Linked DNA regions of Mus musculus: all the other regions are linked to region 6. The links are chromatin contacts, called in public HiCAR-type, HiChIP or PLAC-seq, Micro-C and promoter capture Hi-C maps. All regions are on one chromosome and are shown on one strand. Each heading gives the region's core, a stretch centred on a gene start, on an enhancer-like site or on the middle of the called end of the contact. The rest is flanking DNA. Distances are from core to core; before and after follow the strand shown. Region 1 holds the start of D10Wsu102e (DNA segment, Chr 10, Wayne State University 102, expressed). Region 2 holds the start of Chst11 (carbohydrate sulfotransferase 11). Region 3 holds the start of Eid3 (EP300 interacting inhibitor of differentiation 3). Region 4 holds the start of Slc41a2 (solute carrier family 41, member 2). Region 5 holds the start of Glt8d2 (glycosyltransferase 8 domain containing 2). Region 6 holds the start of Nuak1 (NUAK family, SNF1-like kinase, 1).

Region 1 (4,312 bases), core at 1,028-3,527, 1.1 Mb after region 6:
AGTGGGGTGAGGCAGGAGAATCTGGGGTTCAGGGACATTCTCAGCTACACAGGGAAGCATGAGGCCTGGACGACATGAGACCCCGTCTCAAGGAAAACAAAGCTAACTAGACCATAGCTAGCTGGGCCTTTTGGGGTTTCAAAAACACCTTTTATTCTGAAAACAAAAAAAAAAAAAAAAAAAAAAAAACAAAAAGCCTGCAACCAGGGAATTAACATGAGAAATTCTATTCCTCAGTCATTTACACAATATATTTGATTCTACGGTTTGATATGTGCCATGAAGACAGACTGTCCCCATCAAATAATGGATTAACTAGCCTCAATTGGGGGAGTGCCCTCTAGAGTAGAAACTAGGTACTTACAAGGGCTCCTCTGCATCCGAACTGTTTGAAGTGTAGAGGTCTTTCTGGGATGAGGCTTAGAGCTGATGAGCAACTGGTCCCAGATACCTGAAACCACACACACAAAACAATTCATGGCATAAAACAGCCCTGAGCAACAAGTGCAACTCAGAAATGAGATGAGCCTCTACACCAAAGAACTGTGAGAGCCGGGCCCATCAGCACAGCCTGAAGTCTGAACCACCCCTAACTCTGACAGAGGAGGAGCCAACACTCCTGTCTGTACGTCTATCTCCCCAACCTCTAGTACTGATCTAATAAATACACATTGACAAACAGGGAGGGGGACTAGGCATGGCAGGGCACACTCAAAAGACAGGCAAGTGGATCTCTGTGCTCCAGGCCAGCCAAGGCTATGTCTCAAGCACTAGCTGCTCTTGTTTGATTCCTAGCACCCACATGGGGGCTCAACTGGACTATAATTCCAGTACCAGAGCATTCGACACTTTGTGACCTCTTAAGGCAACAGGGATGCACAACGCACAACTTTAAACAGCACAGTTAGCAAAATGTAGACCTGCAATGAGTCTTTGATTTTAGTTAAGAAATTCAGATATGCTTTAATCCCAACACTTAAGAGGCACAGGCAAGAGTTCGAGGCTTGCCTGATCTACAGAGTAAGTTTCAGAACAATCAGGGCAACACAGAGAATCACTGTCTTGAAACACACACACACACACACACACACACACACAAAAGGTAAGTCAGAAGTCAGAAATAGGGCCCAAAAAGAGGGTTTTATGGACACAGTGCTTGCCTCCCAAATTGGAAGCGCTATTCACTCCCCACATAGTAGGAAGAGAGAATAGCCCCCTCCACATACCAGAGGTACATAATACAGAGAACCAGAAACGGTTATGTAGACTTGGGCAAGTCAGACTGGGCTTTTTTTTTTTTGTAGAATATACTTGCCTAGCTCTCCTACCTAGAAGGTGCTCAATTTAAAAAATTAATTATTCCGAGTTGCACCTTTCCAAACAAACCAACTGCCCAGTCCAAGCAACAAACACTGAAGACTCAAGCCTTTGCCCACTTTTTTTTTTTTTTTTTTTTTTTTTGTATTTTGTTCTTTGTTTATTCGAGACAGGGTTTCTCTGTAGCCCTGGCTGTCCTGGAACTCACTTTGTAGACCAGGCTGGCCTCGAACTCAAAAATACGCCTGCCTCTGCCTCTCCAAATGCTGCCAGGCTGGGCGGTTCCTAATGAACTCTACAAGGACCACCTGGCCTGGACCGGCTTGGCAGGTAGAGGAAAAAAAAAAAAAGAACCACCACCGCCCAGCGCCGGGCTGGCCTAGTCGTACCCCGGACAGACCCCGGCAGCGTCTCGGGCTCCGTGGCATCCCCTCCCAATTAGCGTCCCAGACTCCGCGGTATCTCCGACCTCCGCAGCGTCTCGGACTCTCTCGGTGTCCCATACCCCCGCAGCGTTCCAGGCTCCCCGGCATCCCTAGCCATCGCAGGGTCTCTGGCTCCTCGGCGTCCGCGGCCCCGCAATAACCCGGACCCCCGACTCCCCACAGCGTCTCGAGCTCCTTGGCTTCCCCGGCCCTGCCGCGTCTCGGGCGCCTCAGTGTCCCAGAACCCCGCAGCGTGCCCGGTCCCCGGTAGCATCCCCAACCTCCTGCAGTGTCTCCAGTAGCGTTCCCGGGTCCCGCAGTGTCCCTGACCCAGCAGCGTTCCGTGTCCCTCCAACCCACCCCGCTCTCCACCGTCGCTCACCTCCCGAACCCTCGCTCCCCGCCGTCAGCAGCTCCCTGGACACCGTGACCTGCGAGCAGGCTACAGAAGACGAAGAAACACCAGGACCGGTCCCGCGCTCGCCCTGGAACTCCATGCTTCCAACCCAGCGCCACTGAAAGAAGCCCGGATATAGGAAGGCACGGGGAAGGGGCGGGGTCAAGGCAGCAATTGGCCGAAACTAGGAGGTGGGCGGTGACTTACGGGTGCGTGGCCAGAGCTCGCGCCTAGAGATGAAGTTCAGACCCACGGGAACCGGAAGCGGGGGTGGGGCCGAGGCGGGGTGGAGGATGGGAACAAGGCACCACACTGCGTGGGCGGAGCGCTGCGGATGCACGTGTCAGGCGCCTAGTCTACCCCAGCCCAAGTCTAGCCCTAGTCTCCTCCTTTATTGTTGTTAGAAAAGAATCAACCCGGCTTGGTCAAGCTAAGCAAATGCAAGCATGAAGAAGGTGGTGCGAGGCCTTTGTCGTTATTTCCATTTTTGTTGTTGTTTGGGGAGGTTTCTGTGGTCTTCAGTTTGTAGCAATCCTGCTTTAGTCTTCCAGATGCCATAGAGGTGGGAGCCACCACACCCAGTTTCTTTTCATTTTCTATATTTTATTTTTTGTCATCCTGGCTGGCCCAGGTTGACTTCAAAATCACCATTTTCCAGCTTCCATTTCCGTGTACTTAAATCTACAGCCGCCCATTACCATACTTTGTTGTTTGTTAAAGCCTCACCAAGTTACCCCGGTTGACCTGGTACTCAAAGTCCACCTAGGTCCTAAATAGCCTGGATTTCAGGTCTGGATGACCAGACCCCAGCTTAGTTTACTATTTAACTGTAAACACAAAACCCAGAAGTGTTAAGAATGCTGTTTACGTTGCTATATATACAGCATGCCTTTGGAACACTGTCATGTCAAAATCCTAAAAGGTTGTTCCAGGTGGTAGTTAAAAGGTAGAGCTGTGAGTGAGGCACTGAGTTTGGTCTCCTACAGAAAAACAAATCCTTCATTTCTAAAAAGCTGAAACAAAACCCCTGAATGACAAACCCCATTCCTCCCCTCTTCCTGCCCCTGGGACCCAATGCTCATGGTTTTGTTGAGAACAAGCGAAAGAAACGTATTCCAAGTGCTACCATTTCATTTCCAGACTCCCATTTAATCATAGGGAGAAACTTAATTCACGGTCCCAGTCTCTAGGGAAGCTGGGGACTTCCCTATATCAGAACAGCTTCTGTTGTAAACAGTTGTCTGTGTGAACGCATCTCCTCAGGGACAATGTGTAAGGAGACAGTTATCTGAGTCCAGCCATCTCAGGGACAACTTCTCCATCTTGCTGGCAGGGTCAAGCAAGTTCATGTTCCCAGACCTAGGAACGAACACCTGTCCCAAGTCTACATGTTTTCCTAATTGTCTGTTAACTGGTAGAGAGCAGAGGAATTGCTATTATCTAAATCAAGGTGTGTAAGTTTTAAAAATATATAACTAATTGCCTGGTATGCACTAGTTAACTACATGCAGCTGACCCACTCCTCCCCACCCCCACCCCACCCCACCCCACCCCTGCTTCCTTATCACTCTGAGCTCTGCACCTAATGGAATTAAGGGCCTTGAAACCAGGTGCCCTGGATATGGCCCAGTACTCCCTTGTTTAACTTATAATGTCAAAACACAATTGGATAAGACTGCAGCTCCCCCCAGCTCCCCTCTCAGGGCTACACAGAGAAACCCTGTCTCGAAAAACAAAAACAAAACAAAACAAAAAGTACAATCTCCCTTCCAGGACGAGGTTCAGACCCCATACTAGCTGCCTCCCTGAGTGCTCAGAAAATAAAGCTTTTGTTTTTAAAGCTTCCATCTCTGAAGTGAGTTGTCTCAGCTCCCACCCCAAACCCAATAATTTCTCTTTCCGTGTAACTAGAATCATAAACTCTTGTTTGTGTAACTAGCATATTTCACTGAGAAGAATGTCTTCAAGGTTTATTGAAAAGGATATCTTTCAATTTTAATGTTGAATAATATGCTCTTGAATTTTGTACCACACTTTCTTTGGGGGGCGGGGCAGGGATTTGTTTTGGGGGGAACACTGTATAACCTAGGCTATATAGTTGAACTCCATGCTATCGATCTTCAAACACTTAATCCCAAGTGCTGAGATTACAAGCAGGCATTTGCTACCAGGA
Region 2 (4,301 bases), core at 489-2,988, 1.5 Mb after region 6:
TATACACGTAAAGAAGGCGGGAGGCAAAAAAAAAAAAAAAAAAAAAAAAAAAAAAAAAAAACAGCCTTATTTCCCTGGAAAGATACGTGTTTCCACCCCACCCCCTTCCTCCCTGCTATTAGGAAAGGAAATGATTATTGTAGCGACTCTGAGGAGTCAAAATATGTCAAGGTGACCCAGTACAGGTCTATTGATCCAGAAGAAATGGGGAAAGGGGTTCCCAAGTCTAAGGCTGGGTGGCCACATACAGAACCGTCTTAGAAAGTCCTACCTGTTGGGCTTCTAAACCATGCAGCACAGCCCGGCCAGAGCACTCCAGGGCGCCCCTCTCTTCTCTAGCACCAAACTTTCCTTCTGGACCCCCGGGATGAGGGGTGCCTAGGCCCTGCCTATCCTGATAGGAGACTTGGTATTTAGCCTAAGCCAGAGAAGACGTGAGGAAGGATTCGTTCCTGTGCTGCAGAAGTCTCTAAATGCTCAGAACCCAAGAAGAAGGGATGAAACTGCACAAAGTATCTCCAAGAGCTTTGATGGTCAAAGTGCAGCCCAAAGGCTCTGGAGTTCCTAGCTGGGGGGTCTGGGGCCAGGAGATGGTAGACCAGGCCCAGGAGCAACAGCTGCAAAGTCACCACCGTGCTGGACCCTGGGGTGTTTTCGCAAAATATCTCCCCCGATGGAGAGAAGAGCAGGGAACCTACCCACTCTGTCCCCACACCTGCTCTGCTGCTGAGCTTGGAACACGTGGTAGCTGGGCTTGGGGCTTCCCAGGCGGCTGCAGGGACTCACTACCCAGCCGGGGCGTGCACCACTCGCCCGGGGGTCCCCAACCAGGAAGAGGCAGCGCTGCCTGGCGCAGAACAGCCGGCTGCCAGCGCCTGCTTCACCTCAGCCCTCAGCAGCAACCCGGACAGAGTTTTGTAGTCTTCCCATCAACCCGGGCAGCTTCCAACAAGCCCTACCTTTCTATGCCACCTAGCCAATAGACAAGACACAAAGAAAAAAAGAAAAGAAAAGAAAAGAAAAAGGAGGCAACAACACGCGCCGCTGTCTCTCCTTGCAGTCTCAACCTCTAGCCTGGAGATGGGAGGAAGAGGAAGCGCACCTTCTCTTCCCATCCCAACTCCGTGACCCGCGGATCCCGGCAGTAAAGAGCCCCGAAGAGGCCGAAGGGAAGAGGTGAGGTTGGAAGAAGCAGAAAGCAGAGCGAGAGAGGAGAAAATATCCAACAAAACCACGCTAACGCGCCCCCTACCTGGGTGCAACATACTTTGGAAATAGAAGATGACCAAGATAAAGGATCCGAAGCAAGTGGCCAGCACCATCCGGCAAATTCTGTTCATCCTCATCACTTCCAGCAGCGCCGGCTTCATGGCTTTGTCCTGGCCGCGGGGACCCGGCTGTCCGGGAGGCGCGTCCCGAGCGCAGAAGCGGGGACCCCGCCGCGGGGGTACCAGCACCGGGGAGGCTCAGAACAGAGCTGGCTGGGCTCCGGAGCTGGCTCCCGCTAGCTTCACCGAGGCTCTCCGAGGCCCCGACTCTGGTCTAGAGGGTGAAAGGCGCAGGAGTTGGTGTGCAAGTGTGAGGATGCGTGGCTCCGGCCGCGCGCTCCTGCCGGTCCGCCTCGCCTCTGCTCGATGCTCCGCCGCCTCCTCTGCTGGCGCCTGCGGCCGCCGCTGCCTCCTCACGGGCCGGGCGACCGGGATGCGAGAAGGAAGGTGCCGCCGCCGCCGTGCACTGGCCTCTGTGACTGTCCAGGCCCCCCTCCCTCCCTCCCTCGCCAAAAGCTACTTCATTGCGCTCCAGTGATCTATATATTCCAGGGCTGGGTTTTACCAAACGCAACTCGCAGCCCCCGGCGAGGGGAGGGCGCCGGCGAGCGGGGAGGGCGGGGCCGCGCCGGGGCGGAGCGTCGCCTCCCCCCGCCCCTACCCGAGACGTGGTCGCGTCCAGCTGTTTCCCGGGGAGTCCGGAGTGCGCAGCACGCTCCCGCAGGGTCCCAAAAGCCCTCAGTCCCTGGGCGGAGCTGGGCCGCTGTCTCGAGGTTGCGTGAACGTTTCCATGACACAACCGGGATGGGGGAAAACCATGAATAAGATGCTGTAGTGCTGCCACCCGTTCTCCGGTGTGGCGAGAAGCAGGTTAGGTGACAGAGGCAAACAGGAGCCCTGCTGACACGCGACCATTTACAATCCCTGGGCGGTTTAGCAGGGGAAGTTGCCCCACGCTCCCCTAAGAGCGGATGCCCTTCTCATACTGATCAAAAACTGGGCAGTTCCGTTTTTCTTTCAAAGGACAGCTCAGCTTGAGGGCTGCTTTTGCAAAGAGGTTAAAGAGAGCGGACTTAAAGTCAAGGTTAGGGAAACTGTTCCGGCATCCCAGGATCTGGTGACTGCCGCTGCTAGCCTTTCTGACACGTGCCCTCACCCGCACCCCTCGGGGCAAAGCGGGTTTGTAGCTTTTAAAACTGTTTCACCAAAAGGTACAGCTTTCTGTAATTTATTCGAAGTGTATGAGAATCAGTCGGACGGATGTGAAAAGACGCCCCTAAAAGTCCAACAAAGTGTTGGGAGTGGAGGCTGGGAGGGGGAGATCCAAGCCAGCTTAGCCTTGGCAGGTAGAGAGAAAGATGGCGCTGCTTACCTGCATTGTGTAAAATGTTGTTAAATGCTCAGCTCCATGCATTTGGGTGGCCAAGGATCAATAAGGTGGACGCGGGTCAATGATAAGGAGATCACTTTTATGCCAGGAAAGCAGGGTTATTGTAAAGCCTGACCTTTCTACTTTACCATTAAATGCATTTACAGAATGCTGGATTCCATAAGACATTGTACCTTTGAATGTGTCTCTTCACAGGGGCACTGATAAATTCTTGTCGAATCTGAATGTAATGGGCCTTATCCTCCCCTCACATTTGACAGACTCACAAGTTGCTTTCTGATACATGTATCCAGAAACGCCTCCAAACCTCCTCTTCCTTCTCCTGAAGTTTTCCCTTCAGCAGAGAAAGTCCGCAGGCTTCCTGTGATTCAGACAAGAGTCAATTACAGGGAGATATTTATGTAGCCAGTATTATTTTGCTGCTCCTTTATGAATGAGTTGCTTGCTGAGGTGGCCGAGATATACATGCTCCAATACAAGCCACTCCCCAGGGAGTCCCCACATGATGTGAGTAGGCACTGCTGTATAGTCTCCTCCTAGTGCACTGGGTGGGAGGATGGACCCCTTGTAGGGGCATATCCCCCAGAGGGCCTGCAGGGCTGCTCATTACAGGCGTGCCATTATCTTCTTTAACCAAAGCACGATGAAGAGGGATTTGCATGCCTTTCATTCCATCATCTTTCTGCCCAAGGCAGAAAACCACACTGTTGAGCCTGGACATTCATAATAAGCCAGTTTGGGTAGTCACACACCCAAGGAAGACGTGAGAAATGTGAGTCTTTGGGGGTTTTGGAAGATTGAGTTGAACCATGTGCCGGAGAAGGACGGAGAGCCTTGCCAGGTATCCATGCTTGCATCCTCAAAATCTGGGTTGGCCCAACATACAGAATCGGAAGAGGCTGTGCCAGTGACTTGCCACGTCTTCCAGGAAGTATCCCCTAATTTCTCACTGGGCTTCTCTTTCCTCCTCTGTGCTCCAGATCCGACCCCACCTCCAGCCACTGTGCCCTATAGACAGAACTCTCCTGAAGGATCAAGGTGACTTCCTCTCCCTCCATCCCACTCTGATACCCAGTACAACTGGCACACAGCGGGTGGAAGTCACAAATGGCGAGGTATTTATCTCTTAGACTAGGAAGGTAAGGTAGAACCCTCTCAGGTGTACGGTCATAGCCAATGGCAACAGGCTATGACCCTGCTGTCCACAGCATACTTGTAGTCAGTGGAGAGGTTCTGATTCTTAGTCCCATGTCAAGCTGTAAACTTACCAACTGCAAAGGAAGTCTCCACTTTCTTTCTGTCCCTGGTCTAACAAAAACTTATTTCCCCTTTGCCTGTGCTACCTTACTGACATTGACAAGAAAAAGGACAATCAACTGATAAGATGTGGAGAAAAAAAAGAAGATTGTATCTTTTCAGTGATGACCCAAAGTAAGACGACTGCTTCTAAAGCCAGGCTTTGGGCTTTGGCTTTAGCTCAGTGGTAGAGCTCTTGGCTAACGTGCATGAGGTCCTGGGTTCAGTCTCTGCTCCAGCGAAATAAAATAAGTCAGCTTTGTTTTCCCAACATATCTGTTAAGACAGGCACGGTTCTATGGCAATGACAGAGAATCCCTACTTTTGGTGCCTTAAAGCACTTGGGC
Region 3 (4,766 bases), core at 1,421-3,920, 1.6 Mb after region 6:
CTAGCCACATGAGCGGCAGCTCCTTTCCACCAACAACGACTTACTTACATTCAGAAGACTCACATTCAGGGCATGTCCACCGGTTCTTCTGGAATTATTTTCATAAACCAAATATTCTATTGACCATCAGATAATTTGCACGCACAGAGAAACCCCACTCAGGTTGGGGGCAGAAGCTACCTCAGGACTCATGCTAAGAAAACTTAATCGTGAAACCAGAACCCCAGTTATCTGTGATTTACACTCTGAAAACTGCAAGGTACCAAGAGAAAGAAAAAAAAAATCATACAAATATCTGCAACAGGAGCTCCTTCCTGACTTAAAATATTCACAGCACAGCTTCCTCTGATGCAATCTCTCAGAAGCAAAAGGCTACCACGCCAGACCAAGTACTCAAATCAGCACCCTGTTTCCAACTTAGGCCCACAAGAAACTGGGCACGTGGGGCACAGGGGCCAGGGGTGGGTGGATAGAGAATTCTCACTAGATAGGCCAGATACAGAGCAAAACCCCTGGGCCTTTTGTTTATTAAAGCAAGTTTAATTGGGACAATCAGAGTTGTTACATGTTGAAACATCACGGAGGGACACTGCTAGTAAAAATCATGATGATACTGAGTGGTGAAAGATTAGCCAAAGATAAGGCTTGCAACTGGGAGTGACAAATATTGTCTACCTCTGAACACTGGCGAGGTCAGGGACATTCCCGCCTGCTTCATAGTCAAGGGTAAATTTTCTGTAAATCTGCCCAGCCTCTTGGGTCATGACTCGTCTCAGTGGCACAGATTTGATCTTGTTTTCTTCCCTAGGATGCCTTCTCCCCCAGTGTGGTGGGAGGCAGAGGCAGGTGCAGGCAGGTCACTGTGAGTTCCAGGCCAGCCAGGGTTCCATGAGGAGACCCTGTCTCAAAACCAAGCCAGGATGCCTTCCCTATTGTCTAACTTGGACCTGCCTTTCAAGACTTAGTGGCTTCAGTCTTACAGTACACACACACACTTTTATTAAATTCATTTATCAAAAACAAAGTTCAGAATACAGAGATCCACTTTTTGAAAGGAAGCCCGTCACCTGGACTTGAGAGTCTGAACACTACTGACTTTTCTTGTCTTGTTCTCACTCTTGCCCCGACCTGGTGAAAAGCCCCCTTGCCCTTAGTTTTGCAGCGTCAGAAAAAGCAATTCAGTATCCCAGTGAGTCCTGGTTTTTGTGTTTAGCAAGTTGGCTAATTAATACTTTCTAAGAAACTCGGGAGCTTACTGAGAGTGTCATGTGAATTTCAAAAAAACTTTCCCATAAGCATGAGAGTGAACTTTTAAGATTACAACCTTATTAGATTATCAAGTAAAATACACTGCACAGTAGACAATTTCATTTGTTCTTGAAAATAGTTTACTAGAGTTTGTGCTTCTGTTTAGATTCCATTTTTCGATGTTAGTTCAAGATATACTATGAATAAAACTCTTTAATATGAGTTTTTGATCATAGCCTCTGAAATTTCAAAAGTGGAGACAATATTTTTCCAGTCCTGTAAACTCAAAGATATAACGCCTTGTTTCCTGCAGTACGAATAGGAATCACTTTCATCATCCACCTGGCTCACATTAGTTGGCTCTAGAATTGGCAGCCTGTCTTGGTCAAGCCTTATTCTTGCAAAGCCATCCCTAATAATAAAAGACACATAGAAGATATTCTCCACAGTGCGAGAGAATGAGTTTGGATCAATCACAAACTCAAAGTATGACACTGGAGTATCGGGGTACTTTTGAAAGTAGGTTTGCAGCAATCCCAAGATTCTCTCAACTTCTTTTTCTGTCGTCTCCTGATTAGCATGCACATCCAGCCTCCTCAACTTTGTAGGCATATCTCCACTTCCTTCCATTTTGCAAGCTCTTTTGTGACATCCAAGCCGGGGCTTTCGTGCAGAACGTTCTGCCTTAAATGACCCAAAAATGAAGTGGAACGTTTCGGCTTGCAGCATCCAGGAGGTTGCTTCCTCGTGCAACATGCCCCAAAAGGAAAGAACTATGCTATCATCGCAGTCGCTAAATTCCTTACACTCCTCTTCTACCCAATTGAAGCCCACAAACAACAGCAGCAAATCGCAGAAGGCAATGGGATTAAAAAAGTTCATATCGGTGTTTAGCTGCTTCGCCTTCTCTTTACCCAGATCAGAGGCCAAAACCAGGAACTGGGCATCAAGGGCTGCCTCTCTGGTTCTGCTCACTCCGTCAAACAGCACGTTGGCTTCCTCCAGGGCCTCACTCAGCGTGTCGCTGGCCGTGTTCACAATGTCCTCGCGGTTCTGCTGCACGGTGTAGATGAGCTGCCGGTACTGCCTGCGGATTTTGCGGCACTTCTCTCGATCCACCACCAGCTCCAGGAGGTCTGGGTGCATGCAGGGGGGCTCGGGGTTCGGGTCATCGGAGCTACTGTCTGAGCCTTCCTCCTCCTCATCTTCCCCTTCCTCCTTTTCTTCCTTCTTCACTGCCTCTTCCTCCTCCTGTTTCACCAGGTGCTGCCATGCCAGACTCCGGACCAGCTCCCCTCTTTTCTCTTTGCCTCCAGTAAGGGAACATTTTTCTTTAGACATGGTGGTGGTGCGCAGGTAACAGCTCTCCCAGGGCTACTACCATACTACCTACCAACCGTAGCGACGCGAGATGGCAAAGGTAAGCCGTTGGAACAGAGCCTCCTGCCCATGCGCAAGCAACCCCGCCCCCCAGCTCACAGAGACCACACCTCCAGCCCAGGCTCCCGTTGTTCTTTTTCTGCTTAGAGGGAAGTACATGCTAATTCACAGCATGAAGGATGCTTCTTGCCCCCCACCCCCACCATCCCTTACACTCTTAGGAGTGTCTCCACTCAAGGGTGGAAGAACAGTGGGCAGGCAGGATTTTGCAAGGGAAGCCTGCCAAAGGCTAAATGCTTTTATACACTACAGAGGAGGTTAACCTGAATCCTATAAGATGAGCAAACTAAGAAGATTTTTAGTATCATCTCGCACCATCTGTGTTATCACCTACTGGGTGAATAATATGCTTTGGGAACCACACACCAGCTCACCAGTGACCCATGGCGCAATTAAGTGGCTGGAGTTATCAGTGCACAGCGATTTAACAATGTGAGGAGTGTTTTGTTTCTAAGTTCAACAAGCGCATCATACCCAACTCTCACCACAGAAAGCTTGGGGGGGGGGGGGGGGCACGGGACTCTGTCAGTGACAGAGTTCAGCACCCCATGGGGTAGCTCACAGCCACTGCCTGTAACTCCAGTTCCAACACTTCCTTCTAGCCTCCACTGGCAATCATGTGTGCATGCACATACTTTTAAAAATAAACCTTCAAAAAGACGAACCACTCAACGTGAGTGAAAGAATCAACTCCGCAAACTTGTCCTCTGAATTCCATACATGGACCATGGTACTCATGTCTACACATATGCTGTCTTTTAAACTTGACATACAGACCAGGGTACTCATGCCTAAACATACATCATACATATATCACAATACTAATTTTTAATTTTTTAAAATGGGCTGAAGGGGCTGGAGACAAGGTTTAGATGTTAAGAGCACTTACAGGCTCACAACTTTAACTCCACCTCAAGGAATCCAATCTAAAAATGGGCTGGAAGAAAAGCCTGTGTCCCAGTCTTTATCTACTTATATTAACTTAGACGGGTGCTAAATCTGCAAGCCACCACTGTCCCTCATTTATAAGATGGGAATTATAACATATAGAATAAAAATTATATAATCAGTGGTTTTAACTACCGAGTACATACTTACTATGTTCTTTTATATACAAAGCAATGATTTTTTTCATTGTTTTAGGTTTTAGGAAAAGAAAAATATTTTTAGGTTGAGGATGTACATACAGGCCTCTGTACTCAACACGCACATATCCACATTTAAATGTACACATCTTTAAATGAAAAAAAAAAATGCTTCTGTAATTTCCATATACTTGAGTTTCCTCATTTGCAAAATCGGTCTCCTGCGTATTCCACTCTATCTTAAAAACTATTACTGATCTTTTTTCTTTTTTTTTTTTTTTTTTTGGTTTTTCGAGATAGGGTTTCTTGTGTAGTCCTGGCTGTCCTGGAACTCACTCTGTAGACCAGGCTGGCCTCCAAAGCAGAAATTCACCTGCCTCTGCCTCCCAAGTGCTGGGATTAAAGGTGTGCACCACCACTGCCCACTGTCCGACTCCTTTTTTTTTCTTTTGGCATATACGGTGGCTTATATGGGTATGGCCCCCATATGTATGCTTGGCCCATAGGGAGTGGCACTATTAGGAGGTTTGGTGTTGTGGAAGGACGTGTCACTGTGGGGGCAGGCTTTGAAGTTTCCTATGCTCAAGCTATGCCCAATGTGGCACACAGTCTCCTTCTGCTGCCTGCAGATCAAGATGTAGAACTCTGGGCTCCTTCAGCACCACGTCTGCCTGGACACTGCCATTCTTCCCACCATGATGATAATGGACTGAACCTCTGAAGCTGCAAGCCAGTTCCAATGAAATGTTTTCCTTTCTAATACTTTGCCATGGTCATGTTGTCCCTTCACAGCAAGGAAACCCTAAGACAGCATACGTTTTCTAGTAGTGTTGTGGATTGAACCTTGAACTTAGGGCCATGGCAAGCCAGGCAATCCCTCTATACCACTCAGCTTACCCCTAAGTCCTAACAAAAGTATTTTTAAATGTGTATATCATCATACAGATCTGTGTCAGAGATAACAGGGTAAGGCCTAGCCTCACAGTTGCATGA
Region 4 (4,494 bases), core at 288-2,787, 1.1 Mb after region 6:
TGCAATTCATACAGGTTTCTGGGAAAGTGGGGCAGTTGGTTAATGGTAAGTGACTCCATTTTGGGGGTTTAGCACAGAACCCTAAACCAAAATAACGACTCCCTGTAACTTTAAATTCAACACCCATGTTCTTCATAGAAATGTTTTCATTCCTAAAGGAATTTTAAAATCCTTTAAAGATTTTAAATTACTGTATATCTGTGTGCACGGATTGGGTATGTGCTCATGAATGCTAATTAATGCCCGTGGAAGGCAAAAGAAGGCACTTCGTCCAGCTAAGCTGGTGTTTCCAGGTGTGTGTGTGTGTGTGTGTGTGTGTGTGTGTGTGTAGGTAGGTGCTGGAAACTAAATTTGTGTCCTGTGCAAGAGCAGTACCTGTTTGTAACTGCTAAGCATATCTCCTGTCTTTAACTCCCTCCCACCCCCGCACCCAGCCCACACACACAAAATTTGATCTAGGGCTGGGCACAATAGTACATACCTGTAATTCCAGAACAGGAAGGGTAAGAGTTTGAGAGAAGGTTGGAAAATGATGGTGTGCGCCTTCAATCCCAGCATTGAGAGGCTGAGGCAGACAGCTCTCTGTGAGTTCAAAGGCAGCTTGGGCTACATAACAGGTGTCAGGCCAGTCAGAGCTGCACAGAGAGACTTTGTCCTCTAGGGTTTAAAAAAAAAAAAAAAAAAAAAAAAACAAAAAAAAACAAAAAAACAAACAAACAAACAAACAAAAAAAACCAACCCAAGCCGGGCGTGGTGGCGCACGCCTTTAATCCTAGCACTTGGGAGGCAGAGGCAGGCGGATTTCTGAGTTCTAGGCCAGCCTGGTCTACAAAGTGAGTTCCAGGACAGCCAGACCTACACAGAGAAACCCTGTCTCGAAAAACCAAAAAAAAAAAAAAAAAAAAAAAAAAAAAAAAAAACCCACAAGAAAATGAGGGTGGTTGTTGTTTTGTTTTGTTTTGAGACAAGATCTCACAATGTAACCCTGGTTTTCCTGGAACTTGCTGAGTAGAGAACTGGTCTTGAACTCACTGAGAACTACCTGGCTCTGAGATTAAAGACAGGTGCCATCATGTCCAGTCAGATGGAAGTGTCTCTGTGTGTGTGTCCCTGTCCCCACCTGAAAAGGTGCTAAATTACCCCCATCTGAATTTGGTGAAAACTTTGGTCTAAGGTAATAGAATAATAGCCTCAGAATCAAAACGAGCAGTTTCCCCCCAAGAGTCAGTGCTCTGGGGCTCACATCTTTGCAGGGTGGGATGGTGGAGTCCCACTAGCTGAACCGCACATAGTAGGTGCTTAACAAACAGTCATGGAAGCAGCCCCCGATTTTCCTTGGCAAATTCTGGCTCAAGTCTACCTTGGCTCCCAAAACTCGAGCGTGGGCAAACTGCAAAGCTCGGCTGAGCAGCGCAGTGCACTTGGCTCTGACCCTGCCAGGCGCTCGGAGGGCGTGACGCGCTGCCCGCACGTCTCCTCCCCGTCCTTTGGCCTCCCAGAAGAGCGCAACGAACGACTCCCACGTCCTCGGCTTCATTCCGCTCAGCAAGGAACGCGAGCTGGACCCCCGACGAGGCCCGGGGCTGACGGAGCGGTGAGAGGAGGATGCGCGGGCTGGGATGCGGTTGGGAGGATGCGCAGGACAGCCTAAGCTAACCAGCCAGGAGTCGTAGCTGGCAGGAGGGCGAGCGGTCAAGTGGGCAGGCGAACAAGCCGGCGGGCGGGCGGCTGCCGGGGCGCGGCCGCGGATCCGGGTAGCCTCCGGGCGGCCACATCAGCGGCTCTCCGCGGGCCCAGCCGGCTGCGCGCGTGCGCGGGGCGGGGCGGGGTGCGCGCGAGTGGCCGCGGGCATCGGGCGACTGTCAGTGGCAGCGAGGAGGCGAGGCGGGCCCGCGGGGCTGGGCCGGGCTCACCGACTCCCAGAGCGTCGCCGCGCTCGGGCTCGGCGCAGGCTGCCGCGGCGGGAGCGGAGACAGAGGCACGGCTAGGTGTGGGAGGGCGGTGGTGCGGCCGGATGCTGGAGCCTCGCCCGGCGGGACCCGAGGCCGCCCCGTTCTGTCCAGCCCTGCCCGCCGCTGCCCGGCTCCGGTGGCCGTGACTGGGGGCGCGCGCCGAGGGATGGAGGAAGGTGAGCTCGGATGCAGATGCTGCGAGGCGGGTTGCGCTCACCCCTGGAGCCTGCTTCGGGGCTCAGCAGCGTTGCCACCCAGTTCTTGGCTTTATGGATGCACACTATACCTCAATTTTAAGAAGCCTCGGTGTCCATTTATGGCGAGAGCTGGCATGTTTGTGTGTTACCTATATATTATGTTCTTAGGTATAGTGCCCCGGTGTCATCTTTTTGTAAATGGACGCTTGATTGACCGATGAGTCATGTAGCATACGTGCTACTTATCTCTCCCAAAGGTGGCTTTACGTGTATTCATCTAGTTTTGTAACTGTCACTACTATCTCTCTCTCTCTCTCTCTATATATATATATATATATATACATATATATATATATATGTATGTATGTATGTATGTATATATATATATATATATATATATATATCTCCAAACGAAACCCTATACCTTTTAGTTGCTTGCCACCCATTCCCCCCACTGCCCCAACTAATTTTTCTGTGCCTATGCATTTGCTCTTTGGAGACACTAATGAAATCATACAGTATTTGTGGTTTCCCACCTCCTCCGTTTAAAGACAAGATTTTGACTCTTCCCTTATAGTTGAGGCTAATCAGAATTCGTGGTCCTCCTGCCTCAATTTCTCAAGTGGTGATCTCACACAGGATTGTACCACACCCAACCAACGTGTCTGTGGCTTTTTGTCTGGCTTCCTTCACGTAGCCAGACTGTTTTCAAAGCTCATTCATGGTGTAATTAGTGTGGGTCGGCTCTCTACTTTCTTGGAGCTGAATGACTGATAATGCGGTGTGTGCCCATTCACCAGTTAATGAAATGGCATTCATTGCTTTTCACCTTTTAGCCATCGGATATGATGCTGCTAGAACTTCTGTGGATGTGTGTTTTAAATGCCCCAAACCTTAGGTGTGGAATTGCTTGGTACTTAACATTTTTGAGAAACTTTCAGACTTTAATCAAAGTTGTTGCTACGTTTTATACTCCACCAGTTTATGCGGGCTGCGTTTTCCTTAAACCGCCAACGACCGACACGTTATTTTTTACTGTTTTTTTTTTAAGCTATCCTAGTGTTTTTCCTGGTTTTAATTTGCATCTCAGACAAGAGATTAAAACGCCTTTTGTATGCTTATTGGCCATATGTGTATCTGTTTTGGAGAGATTTCTGTTTAGACCCTCCACTCCTATTTTTGCTGTCATATTTGATTTTTTTGTTATTGTTGCTGAGATGTCTTATTCATTATAGGAAAAATTCTAGATTCTTGACTGCCACTGGCAAAGTAGCATAAAAATATGATTAAGAGGCATTTGACTCTTTCAGAACGCTTCACCTTTTACCTGGTCATTCCTGGGCATTTTATTGTGATTTTCTTTCTTTGGCTTTCTTGAGAAAAGCCACAGGAGGTATGGTCCTGGGTGTCCTGCTGGGACTTTAGGCTATTTTTGTATATTATATGTTTGAAAAGTTTCACTTATTAGCTACAAGTAATTTATGTTGGATGTTAAACAAATCACTCAAACAAAATCTCATGTACTTCCCAGTAAAGTAAAAAGTACTTTTCTCCTTTCGGTCTGTGTAGTTTCTATTGCAGTTATGATATTTGTGGATGCTAGACATTATATTTGCTTTTTTAGCTCTCTCTCTCTCTCTCTCTCTCTCTCTCTCTCTCTCTGTGTGTGTGTGTGTGTGTGTGTGTGTGTATGTGTTTGTAGATCAGGCTGGCCTTGAGATTGCAGCAGTCCTTCTGTCTCTGCTTCCCAAGTACTGGGCTTGCAGGTATCCACTGGCACCTCGAGTGAAAAACATTTTGCTGGAGCTGAGATTAAGAGTCATCTGGAACTGAATGGATGTCGCCCTGCTTTCTGCATGGGGGATTTCTGTGTGTGTACAAATCCAGCCTAAGGTCTTTCTTCCCAAAGTTACTAGAAGAGATGGCATTTCTCTGAACTCCAGTTCTCTTCTCCATGGATCTAATTGCTACTAAAGAAAAAAGTATCTGATGGAACTTGTATGGTGAGGAACTTGATGGAAGGCCACTGTAGTAGTAGATGAGCCATGGCAATGGGTTTGGCATTGGGGGGGAGATGGGACTTAACCCTGACTATGTGTGGAGGGGCAGGAATGCATAGGTGAAGAGCAGGGGAGGGGGCAGTGGATAGAAAGGTGCTGAAAGGAGGCATCCCCAGAGAGGGGGGTTCTGGGAAAATCATCTTAAAATGATTCCCGCTGAAGACAGACTTGGTGGTGGGACACCGAGATGAAGGATCCAGACCCACTTCATCACATACCTGGGAGAGGGTTCTAACCTAACCGACTTGGTAAGGTTCTTGGCTAACAATGCCGTTTGTAAGAGGT
Region 5 (4,273 bases), core at 626-3,125, 1.8 Mb after region 6:
TCCTTCTTTTTTTTTTTTTTTTTGAGATAGGGTTTCTCTGTGTAGCCCTGGCTGTCCTGGAACTCAATCTGTAGGCCAGAATGGCCTCCACCTCAGAAATTCACCTGCCTCTGCCTCCAGAGTGCTGGAGTTAAAGGGTTGTGTCGCCACTGCTCAGGAGAGACATTTTTTTTAAAGCCCTTACTTTAACTGACCAGACCAGATCTTTATGCCCTGGAACCCAGTCACCACCACCTGGCATGCACGATACATTTTCACCCTTGGTTCTGTTAGGCCTCTTCTAGCAGAACTCCTAATAGATGGAGAGACTGAAAACCTGCAATAGTAAATAAATCTAACAACTGAGCTCCAGTGTACCCTTGCACCATTGAGGTGTCACTGATGGCCTGAGTTTCTTTTTCTTCTCGTTTACATCATAAGGAGGAGGAATCCACCATACAAGATGGAAATGCTGGTCATAGATAAGAAACCTCTTGTGTCCTCAAGGCATGGCAGGAATAGGAGAGAAAGGGACTGGGAGTCATACATTAGGGACCAGAGGAAAGGGTTCGAAAATAATGACCAGAGAGATTTCAGTTAATATGAGAAGTAGGTCCTATGAAAACAGTTACTATTTCAGTCTTGAAACTCATGCCAATCATCCACTTATCCAATAGTAGAATAATTCAATGCCAGGCATCCTCTTGAGTAGATGAGAGGTACAGATGAGGTGATCTTGGGAGTGAACTGAACTGAACAGGCATCAGCCTACAGTCCTGTTTGTGGTACTGCCTTGGGACCTGTCTGAGGGACCACTCTACCACATCTGATACCCTCATGAGTGGGCAATGTGACTCCCAGAAGGCATGGTTATCAAATGAAAATCCCAGGCATGTGATAACACCCTATGAGTCAATGGTTATGGGAGGCCAGAGTCTCCCCAAACGATACGAACTATGACAACTGCATTGAGTGCTAAGCGCTAATCTGGACTCTATATCAACTCTTCGTCTCTATGTGAGGCTCAAGGAATATCACAGAAGAGAAGGCTGAAAGAATTTAAAACTTGGAAAATTGTGGCCGTGGTTAAGAGCACTTGCTGCTCTTTCAGAGGACCCAAATTTGGCTGGAATCTGAAATGTGGAGCAAAATTTAGCTTACCTAACACACTGAGAGAACAAAATGAAGCAGAAGGTATGAATCTGTTTTTATCAATGTTCAAAGTTCCATGTGATTGGAAGGAAGTGACTGCTTGTGATGGAGGCAGCCATCGAGGAGTTCCTTATGAAAGTTAGAGAGAAGCCATTGTGGAATATGTTCCATGATCCTGGGCAAAGCTCTGGTACCATTCCTACATTTCTGGGGATCAACTGCAAAACCACAGAACAGCAGTGTTGCCACCAAGTCTGCCCCCTGACTGATGCCTCTCCCCTCCAGAGGGAATACACCCCACCTGGAAGCTTCTGTCTTTATCACAGCCTCAATAAAAGACGATGGTTGTCTGAGACATGATTTGCCATGGTAACATTTCAACACACAGGAGATTTCAAAGATTCTCAGCAAGAACCTGGCTGAAATTAGAAATTTACACTAGACGCACGACGGTATAAATTCACTTTCCAAACATTTGTTCTTCCCTAGGTTTGCAGCTTTTACTCCAGAACAGCCCTGTTTTGCTGAGAGTTTCACACGCAGACTGCAAGAGAAAGCCGAGAGAGGAAGTCTGCCCCAGCCAGCCAACCTGCCCTGCCTTCAGGACGAGCACATCTGGAAGCGTTTCAGGAGCAGCCTCTGCCTGCACAAGGCTTGGGTTCCCAGAGGCTGCAGGAGTGGAAGAAACCCGAGCCATTCAGGCAACGCAAGCGCAAGCGGAGGTGGGTGTGGACGGCTGAGGCACACTCAGGGCTCGCAAGCCATTTGGGATTTCCAATGGGATCTGGGAAGCAGCTGAAGCAACAGGCAGCTTAGTGGTCCCGCGAGGCCAGCCGCAGTTTGAATGCTCAGCTCTGCAGCGGTTCTGGACCAAGTTGCCCAAAGCCTACCCTCACATCCATCAGGTAAATACAGCAATTACAAGCAAGATAATCTTTCCATTTCACCCTTTCTGTCTACACCACTTGTTTATTTTGCTGTGAACTCAGAGAAGTAACTCGGAGGAGGCAGACTGCCCCCTTCACAGCCTCAGCCTCCAGAAGCCCCCTAGTTTGTAATGTAACATCGTAAAGAACCTTTCTATTGCAGCAAACCCAAGACGCTCACTGTATAAGCTTTTCACATCTTGCTATTTTTGCAGAGCAGAGGCTAGCCCTATTCTCCCATCTCTGCCCTAATGGTGATTTGTTTGTTCGTTTGCATTGGATTTTAAGTTGCATTGGGGATCAGGAGTTAGACATGACAGAGATCAGTGTTCGCATTTAATGTGAGTCTGTTTCTGAGCCAAAATGACATAACTGAGTTATGATTCATGTTTTTGGAATCTGTCCTGAGAAACTCTTCAGGGGCCTCCATACCCAATAAGAGAACTGGCAGTTAATTCTGTGGTTTTGTTGTGGTATGGGAGTCACAGTGTTTGATTTAGCATCCAAAGACGCAGGATGTTTGTCCTATGCAGCCTGCTGGCCAATAGGACGCTGGTGGGTTGGTTTTGCCTTTTTTTTTTTTTTTTTCTTCTCGAAATGTTTTGGTATTGCGCTTCTTCGAAATATCCTTTTGGTATTACATAATGGAATTCTAGTTCTCCCTCTGATACAGCCAACAACAGAGCTGTGCCCTACAGTAATGAAAGTGTGGGCTGTGTGCCACCTGGGAAGACTTTCATAAGCCTGATTCTGGTCATATCTCATCCATGTGCCTACATTTTCCTATCTGCAAAATGGAAATAAAGTGATACAATGTAACATGTGACACACAGATACAAAGTAAATGTGGCACATAGGGCCAGCTTCCCTGGCAATGCTGATAATGACAATGAAGGTCACAGAAGTGACACATGCTGAACTGGACAGGTCCCTGCCCCGGACATTCTGATGTTTTTGAGTGTTCCTCATCTCCCAACATGTTTTTTCCCCAGGACCCTGCTTTCTTCATCCTTCCACAATAATACCTAAACCCTCCATCTCTCTCTCTCTCTCTCTCTCTCTCTCTCTCTCTCTCTCTCTCTCTCTTTCTCACACACACACACACACACACACACACACACACACACACACACACATCTCCGCTCTTCATCCTCCTCTCTGAAAGGCATGTTCACTAAGTCACCGTTTTCATTCCTCATTCCCAAGAAACATCGTTCTCTTATTGCTTCCTTGATGTCAGAATATTTCAAAGGATGTTTAAGAGGATGTAGTCCCACTGGAGAAGGAGCTCCAAGCCCCTTCAGACAGAGCAAAAACTAGAAAAACACTTTAAAGGTCCTGAGAAATATCTCAACAAAGAATGCCACTTAAGGACATTTTAGCATGTGGCAGTTCCCAAACTTGAGTCATTTTATCACATACATGAACATGGCTTGGCACATGCTCTGGTACTCGCTGTTCTGACCACACTTGTTTTCATGTTGGCTCCTTTATGAAATCCTATTTGATAGCACTTCTGGTGAGCAGCCACGGGGGTGCTGTGTTCTTCCTCTAAATGCGATGTCTGTGGTTCCAAAAGTTCAAGCGCTTAGGACTTGACCCTTAAGTCAGTTTGGGGAGATGGTATAGAAGCTTTGGGGGTGATGGTGCCCTATGGGAGACGTTCACAGCACGCGAGGTATCTCTTGTTCAGTTACACTGCTCATGACGTTTCTCCCAGTGCATTAAGCATAGTCTCTAATGTTGAAATCATTCAACAGCAGCTTGTGGGCACCTTTGTCTTTATTTCCCTCTTACCTTTGGACAACCAGGTCTTTCCCAGCACCATGGCAGATCTGATTAATCAATAATTATCTCTACTCTTCTAAAGTAAGAGCCTGGTGGTAGCTTTAGATTTCTCTCTATCAACTGATTGGCATTGACATGTAAAATAAATCTTTGGGGCTCTGAATTTTGAGGTATTTTCCTTCCCACTTTTGTCTTTTCTTCCTAGACAGAGCTAATCTACCCTTGGCCACTGCCTGGTCTGAAAGAACTCTTCTCAGGTCTTCCCAGGAACTGCTAAGGCAGCTATCCATGCACCATCCCCAGGGCTGGGGGCTTTGAACAACATTGTTTCTCAGGGCTAGCCTAGCTCTCTGTGCTCTGCTTTATGTCCTAGGCAAGGCCTGAGGCCCTCTGTCTTCTTGCTTCTCTTGAAGCTGCCACTGTTCAGG
Region 6 (4,471 bases), core at 1,645-4,144:
ACAGAACAGGAACCTGGTTTGTGTGACTCTAGAACTCGAGCTCTGAAGCAAGGAGCCTGGGCTCTGCTGGGGCTGCAGACGCCACAGCCACCTTTTCAAAGCTAGAGGAGGTAATTTCTCTGTATAAAAATAACCACATATGGGCTGGCAATGGCTCGGCAGATGAAGGCCCAACGGTCAAAGTTTGATTCCCTGGGTACCACATGGTGGAGGGAGAGAGGTGACCTCTCCAAGTTACCCTTTTATCTCCACATACCTGTATGTATGTACACACATACATTCCCAGAACAAATACACGTAACTAAAAAACCCACACATGTAGTCACATAAATGTTTTGCGTTCCAGTTATCAATGCTGCAGGAACTCAGGCTGAGCAGGAGTTCCCAGGGTTTGGACATGACAGTGTGCCACACACCGTGTTTGGGTCTTGCCTCCTTCCCATTTAAGGAGGGGTAGCCTGGCATCAGCAGAGGGGGACAGGTAGGGATTAAGTCTCCGTGCTGCTGTTACTCCGTACAAGCTAAGCAATGTTAGGCCACGCTCTAAGCCTTTCTGATATGCTAGCCCCAACGGAAAACAGAGATCACAGCAGCTACCTTCCATAGCAGCACTTGCTGTTGTAAAATGGTTAACAGCATACGGTAGGTTCTCTCCATCCAACACATAGGGACGAAGACCCTGCACTTGAGAGTGACCCTGCCCGAACAGGTCATCCGCCAAATCAAACATCTATCATCTTCCTGGCTGAACACATCAAAAGAATATTTGCCCAGGCTGCTTTTCCAGTCCAATCTTCCTGGGGGACTTTCTTGTTCCCTTTACAGGGAGTCTCAGCCTGAGCCCACTGTGCACTGCTTGTCAAGATGAGGACATGGGACAAGGCACTTTACTCTGTAACTAAGTTCCCAGGTGGAAGACACAGTGATTGTGGTACCTGCATGGAATCTTTCAACCGAGGCAAGTTATATAGCCAGATATGACCCTGAAGGGGGCAGTGGGGTAATAGTTTCCTACCACATGCTGGGGGAGGGAAGGGACCAGAACACTTGGCATTTTAATTACTAATGTAGAGACAATCTATTTACCTGAAATCCAAACCAAAAACTAAAACCAATTAGACCCACTAATGCATATTTGAAGAACAAATGAAAGTCTTAAGAGATTAAGTCATCCAACCAATCCGGTGGGGGTGGGAGCTCTCCCTGCAGGCCACCAACTTGTCTCTCAATCTACATGCAGGGATGTCTACAGACCATTTAAAAGCTGCCTACAGTTTCAGGATGGGGAATGGGGAGGGGGAGGGGAAGGAGAGGGTGTCCCTGAAAGGGCTAGTGGAACGAATAGACTGGGGCATGGTCTTTGCGTTTTTTTGTCTTATGTGAGTGCTTTTAAGGTAGGCAGGGACCGGCCGAGGGTTTCAGGCATCAGTAAGATAAGTAAATAAAGTTTGGAGATAAGACCATTATCAAGTCCAGAACTGAGCGGAGGAGTGAGGGCCGACAATGGGTGTGTTTCAGGCCATGACTCTGACAACAGGGGTGGGGGCGAGGGGCGTCTCGAGAAGACAGGCTGTTGCTAGAGTCCAGTGTAAGGTGAGAAGTAGACAAGAGTGAAGTCAGAAGGAATTTGGAGGGCGGGAGGAACCTGAGGGCTGCAGAAGGAAGTGCCAGTACTTGGAGACTACACCAGATGCTCTTCCTGGTCGGTCTTCCCACCCTAGTGTGGAACAATGTAATTTATGTGAAATTACTTTAAAAAATTTCTCAAGATACCTTTAATTTTTTCATGTCTTATTTTTCCTCCCTTCATCTCAGGAGAACCAGGGCAGCCTTGCTGGGAGGCCTTCCTGCCTGACCTTCACCTGGTGGGGTGAGATCTGGCCGTTTTAGTCAAAGGAAAATTCCCATCGCCTGAGGGGGTCAAGAGGCCTGCAAGTGGCCTCTGGCTTGGACAAGGAACTGCTCAGCAGGCCAAGGCCTAGGCTTATCTCAGAGCCTTGGTTTGTCGGAAAGGGGTCTTTCCAATGGCGCTGGGCAGCTCAGGGGACCCAGCTCCATCCAGGCCCCCACTTCCCTCCTCTTAGGTGTTGGTCCCTGTTGGACTCCCGAACTTTACCGGGAGATCGGAGCCCTGGAGAAGGGCCGGGTTCCTCCTTCGAGCCTCCCTTCGTTCCTGACTCCGCCTTTCTCCCTGAGAGAGCCGGGGTTCCGAAGCATCCCTCTCGGGGACTTTCCAGGCTCCGCGGTTGCTCCAGGAGGGCCCTGCCCTGACCGTGCCGGAGCTGGGGGCCTGCAGGGCCTCGGCGGCTGGAGGGGACTGTGACTCACCGCCGGTAACCCAACACCGCTGGGCCTCCTTTCAACCCAGCCTCCCCCTGCTCCAGCGAGCCTGGCGGCCTCCGCCACACCATAACAAACATGAAGAAGGGTGGCCCAGGAGGCTACAGCCCCGGGCCACAGAGCGTGAGCCTGGCTCTGTGCGTTGTCGCCTCTGCGGCCTCGGGGACCTGCGACCTTTATCCGAGGCCGATCGGCCCAAGCTAGCTGCGGACGGCCCGCAGTAGTTCCGGAGGGTGAGTGCGGGACGCTCGGGGAGGGGACAAGAGCACTGACGATCCCCAACCCCTCCACCTCGACCCACCCGGGACCTTGCGTCCCCACCCGGCGAGGACAAAGCAGCCGGGCCGCCGCCCCGGCCTGCGCCGCGCCGCACAAAGAGTGAACAACGACACGCACCCCGCCCCCTCCCTGCTCGGTGGCCCGGCGCGGAGGTGGGGACACCCGGGCGCCCGCCCCGCGTTCCCCTCTCGCCCCGCCCCGTCTGCGCGTCCTCCCGGCGCGGGGGCGGGGGGCGCGGCGCCCCACATAACACTCCTCTCCAGCGCGCGGAGCCACCCTCTCCCCTCCTTCTCGCCAACACCACCGCCTCCCCTGACATCGCTGCCACCTCGCCGGACGCTCCGCAGATTGCCGCGGCTGGCCAGGGGGCGGTGCGCCGAGCGTGCGCGCCCGGGACGCCAGATGTGCAGTCGCCGCCGCCGCCGCCGCTAGTGCCCCAGCGGCAGCCAGAGCCAGGTCGGGTCGTCTCAGCAATGCTGCTGCGGGGGCGACCTTGAACGCACCCCGGTTTCCCTCGGTGGGGACCACCCCGAGCCCCTGTGCCGGGACCTGCCCTCTCCAACTCGGCTCGCCCTGCGCTTGGTCATGGAAGGGGCGGCAGTGTCCGCGGCAGGGGATGGCCCTGCTGTAGAGACCGGCTTGCCGGGCTCTCCGCTGGAGGCGGTGGCCGGGGCGACTGCAGCCCCAGTGGAGCCCAGGAAGCCGCACGGGGTGAAGCGACATCACCACAAACACAACTTGAAGCATCGCTATGAGCTGCAAGAGACCCTGGGCAAAGGTACCTACGGCAAAGTCAAGAGAGCCACCGAGAGGTTTTCAGGCCGAGTGGTGAGTAAGGGAAATTCCTGGAGGGGTTCGAGCTGGTTCCCTGGTGGCCCAAGATGGGGGCGGGGAGACGGTCTGGGGGCACCACGCCACCGGGGCTCCCTTCTCTAGAAAGGTTTCAGCAGAAGCCCCCAGTCAGACTCCTCACTTTCCTTTCAGCACCCCGTGACTCAGGTGTATATCTCCGAAAACACTTGTTACATCTTGTCTGCACATATTTTGGGGGCTTCTCTCACCCCACCTTTTTTATTTTTTTATTTTTTACCCCAGCTAGCAAAGTAGTGTTTAGGATTCACATTTTGCAGCTTTGAGAACATGGGGTCTTCCCCAAAGACACACCTTCAGACCTTGTCCGGGAGTTCCTTATTTGTACAAACTCCAAAAAGACCTACATTATCAGCCATGAAGCTGGGCTCGAAAGTGTGGTGTCCTGTAGTTGCTCAGGACCCCCGCTTCTTTCCCATCTACCTGCAGTCCCACTTCTCCTTTCCACTGGGATGCTTGCTTACCCTGATGCTGCTCTTGCTGCAAAAGACAGACTCCTCCTGTCTATCAAACCTAAAAGCTTCTACTGAATGTCTGAGGTTTCTTGACAGCTTGCATTCCCGCCTCTGGCAAGCATGACATGTCCCTGGCAGGGGTGGCCATTCAGTCCCAGAGTTGATTTGCAGCAGGCTCGCTTGCCTTACCAGGTCCTGGCTTCAGGACTACTTAAATTGTTCAAGGGGTCTGGCCGGCCGCACCCGATACAGCTGAAGCTCTGCCAGGTGCCTCGGGGGCTCAGTATTGTCCCAGTTTTGGATTGTTGTCGGTTCCCCCTCTGCAGAACAGGCCCTTGAAATCCACACTGGTTGTGGCTAGAGTTGGGTTCAAAGTGACTGACTCTTGCAGAAAGAGTTTGTGTGGTGTATGGCAGAAATGCACATGGTTCTTTGATTTAAAGCATATCAGATGTACTTTAATCGATTTAGGGCCAAAGTCAGAAACTATGACGCTTCTCGTGTGTGCAGTTTTTCGGGGTACTGGG

What was found. Promoter capture Hi-C pulls out the DNA fragments that hold promoters and counts their contacts. Hi-C and Micro-C count contacts between places; a contact is called where the count stands out from the background. HiCAR-type assays count read pairs that join an accessible place to other places. HiChIP or PLAC-seq counts read pairs in DNA pulled down with a chosen protein or histone mark.
Region 1: a contact with region 6 is called in a promoter capture Hi-C map of liver, with 4 times the contacts expected there. The contact joins the promoter of D10Wsu102e here to the promoter of Nuak1 in region 6. A contact is called at or near these places in 7 of 39 promoter capture datasets (the 3T3-L1 cell line, 3T3-L1-derived adipocytes, hippocampal neurons and 2 more).
Region 2: a HiCAR-type map of astrocytes shows a contact between it and region 6, with 3 times the contacts expected there. The contact joins the promoter of Chst11 here to the promoter of Nuak1 in region 6. A contact is called at or near these places in 3 of 39 promoter capture datasets (the 3T3-L1 cell line, hippocampal neurons and liver) and 1 of 115 datasets of contacts at active chromatin or transcription factors (astrocytes).
Region 3: a contact with region 6 is called in a promoter capture Hi-C map of liver, with 7 times the contacts expected there. The contact joins the promoter of Eid3 here to the promoter of Nuak1 in region 6. A contact is called at or near these places in 1 of 39 promoter capture datasets (liver), 1 of 484 Hi-C or Micro-C datasets (embryonic stem cells), 2 of 115 datasets of contacts at active chromatin or transcription factors (astrocytes and embryonic forebrain) and 1 of 9 other capture datasets (adipose tissue).
Region 4: a Micro-C map of embryonic stem cells shows a contact between it and region 6, with 4 times the contacts expected there. The contact joins the promoter of Slc41a2 here to the promoter of Nuak1 in region 6. A contact is called at or near these places in 1 of 39 promoter capture datasets (hippocampal neurons), 1 of 484 Hi-C or Micro-C datasets (embryonic stem cells) and 1 of 9 other capture datasets (liver).
Region 5: an H3K4me3 HiChIP or PLAC-seq map of embryonic forebrain shows a contact between it and region 6, with 6 times the contacts expected there. The contact joins the promoter of Glt8d2 here to the promoter of Nuak1 in region 6. A contact is called at or near these places in 3 of 39 promoter capture datasets (3T3-L1-derived adipocytes, liver and pre-B cells) and 1 of 115 datasets of contacts at active chromatin or transcription factors (embryonic forebrain).

The regions. Positions count from the first base shown.
Region 1 is chr10:83,358,186-83,362,497 of GRCm38.p6, reverse strand. It overlaps D10Wsu102e (DNA segment, Chr 10, Wayne State University 102, expressed), which reads right to left and starts at 2,277. Exons shown (of 4, transcript NM_026579.3): 1 at 2,125-2,277; 2 at 365-451. The coding sequence starts at 2,239.
Region 2 is chr10:82,982,934-82,987,234 of GRCm38.p6, reverse strand. It overlaps Chst11 (carbohydrate sulfotransferase 11), which reads right to left and starts at 1,738. Exons shown (of 3, transcript NM_021439.2): 1 at 1,253-1,738. The coding sequence starts at 1,370.
Region 3 is chr10:82,864,530-82,869,295 of GRCm38.p6, reverse strand. Eid3 (EP300 interacting inhibitor of differentiation 3) reads right to left here and starts at 2,670. Exons shown (of 1, transcript NM_025499.2): 1 at 1,366-2,670. The coding sequence starts at 2,589. The coding sequence ends at 1,462. The region is part of intron 2 of Txnrd1 (thioredoxin reductase 1); the gene reads right to left.
Region 4 is chr10:83,334,860-83,339,353 of GRCm38.p6, reverse strand. Slc41a2 (solute carrier family 41, member 2) reads left to right here and starts at 1,537. Exons shown (of 11, transcript NM_177388.3): 1 at 1,537-1,594. Gm40722 (predicted gene, 40722) reads right to left here and starts at 665. Exons shown (of 2, transcript NR_168611.1): 1 at 482-665.
Region 5 is chr10:82,688,252-82,692,524 of GRCm38.p6, reverse strand. Glt8d2 (glycosyltransferase 8 domain containing 2) reads left to right here and starts at 1,875. Exons shown (of 10, transcript NM_029102.3): 1 at 1,875-2,036.
Region 6 is chr10:84,439,091-84,443,561 of GRCm38.p6, reverse strand. It overlaps Nuak1 (NUAK family, SNF1-like kinase, 1), which reads left to right and starts at 2,894. Exons shown (of 7, transcript NM_001004363.2): 1 at 2,894-3,447. The coding sequence starts at 3,205.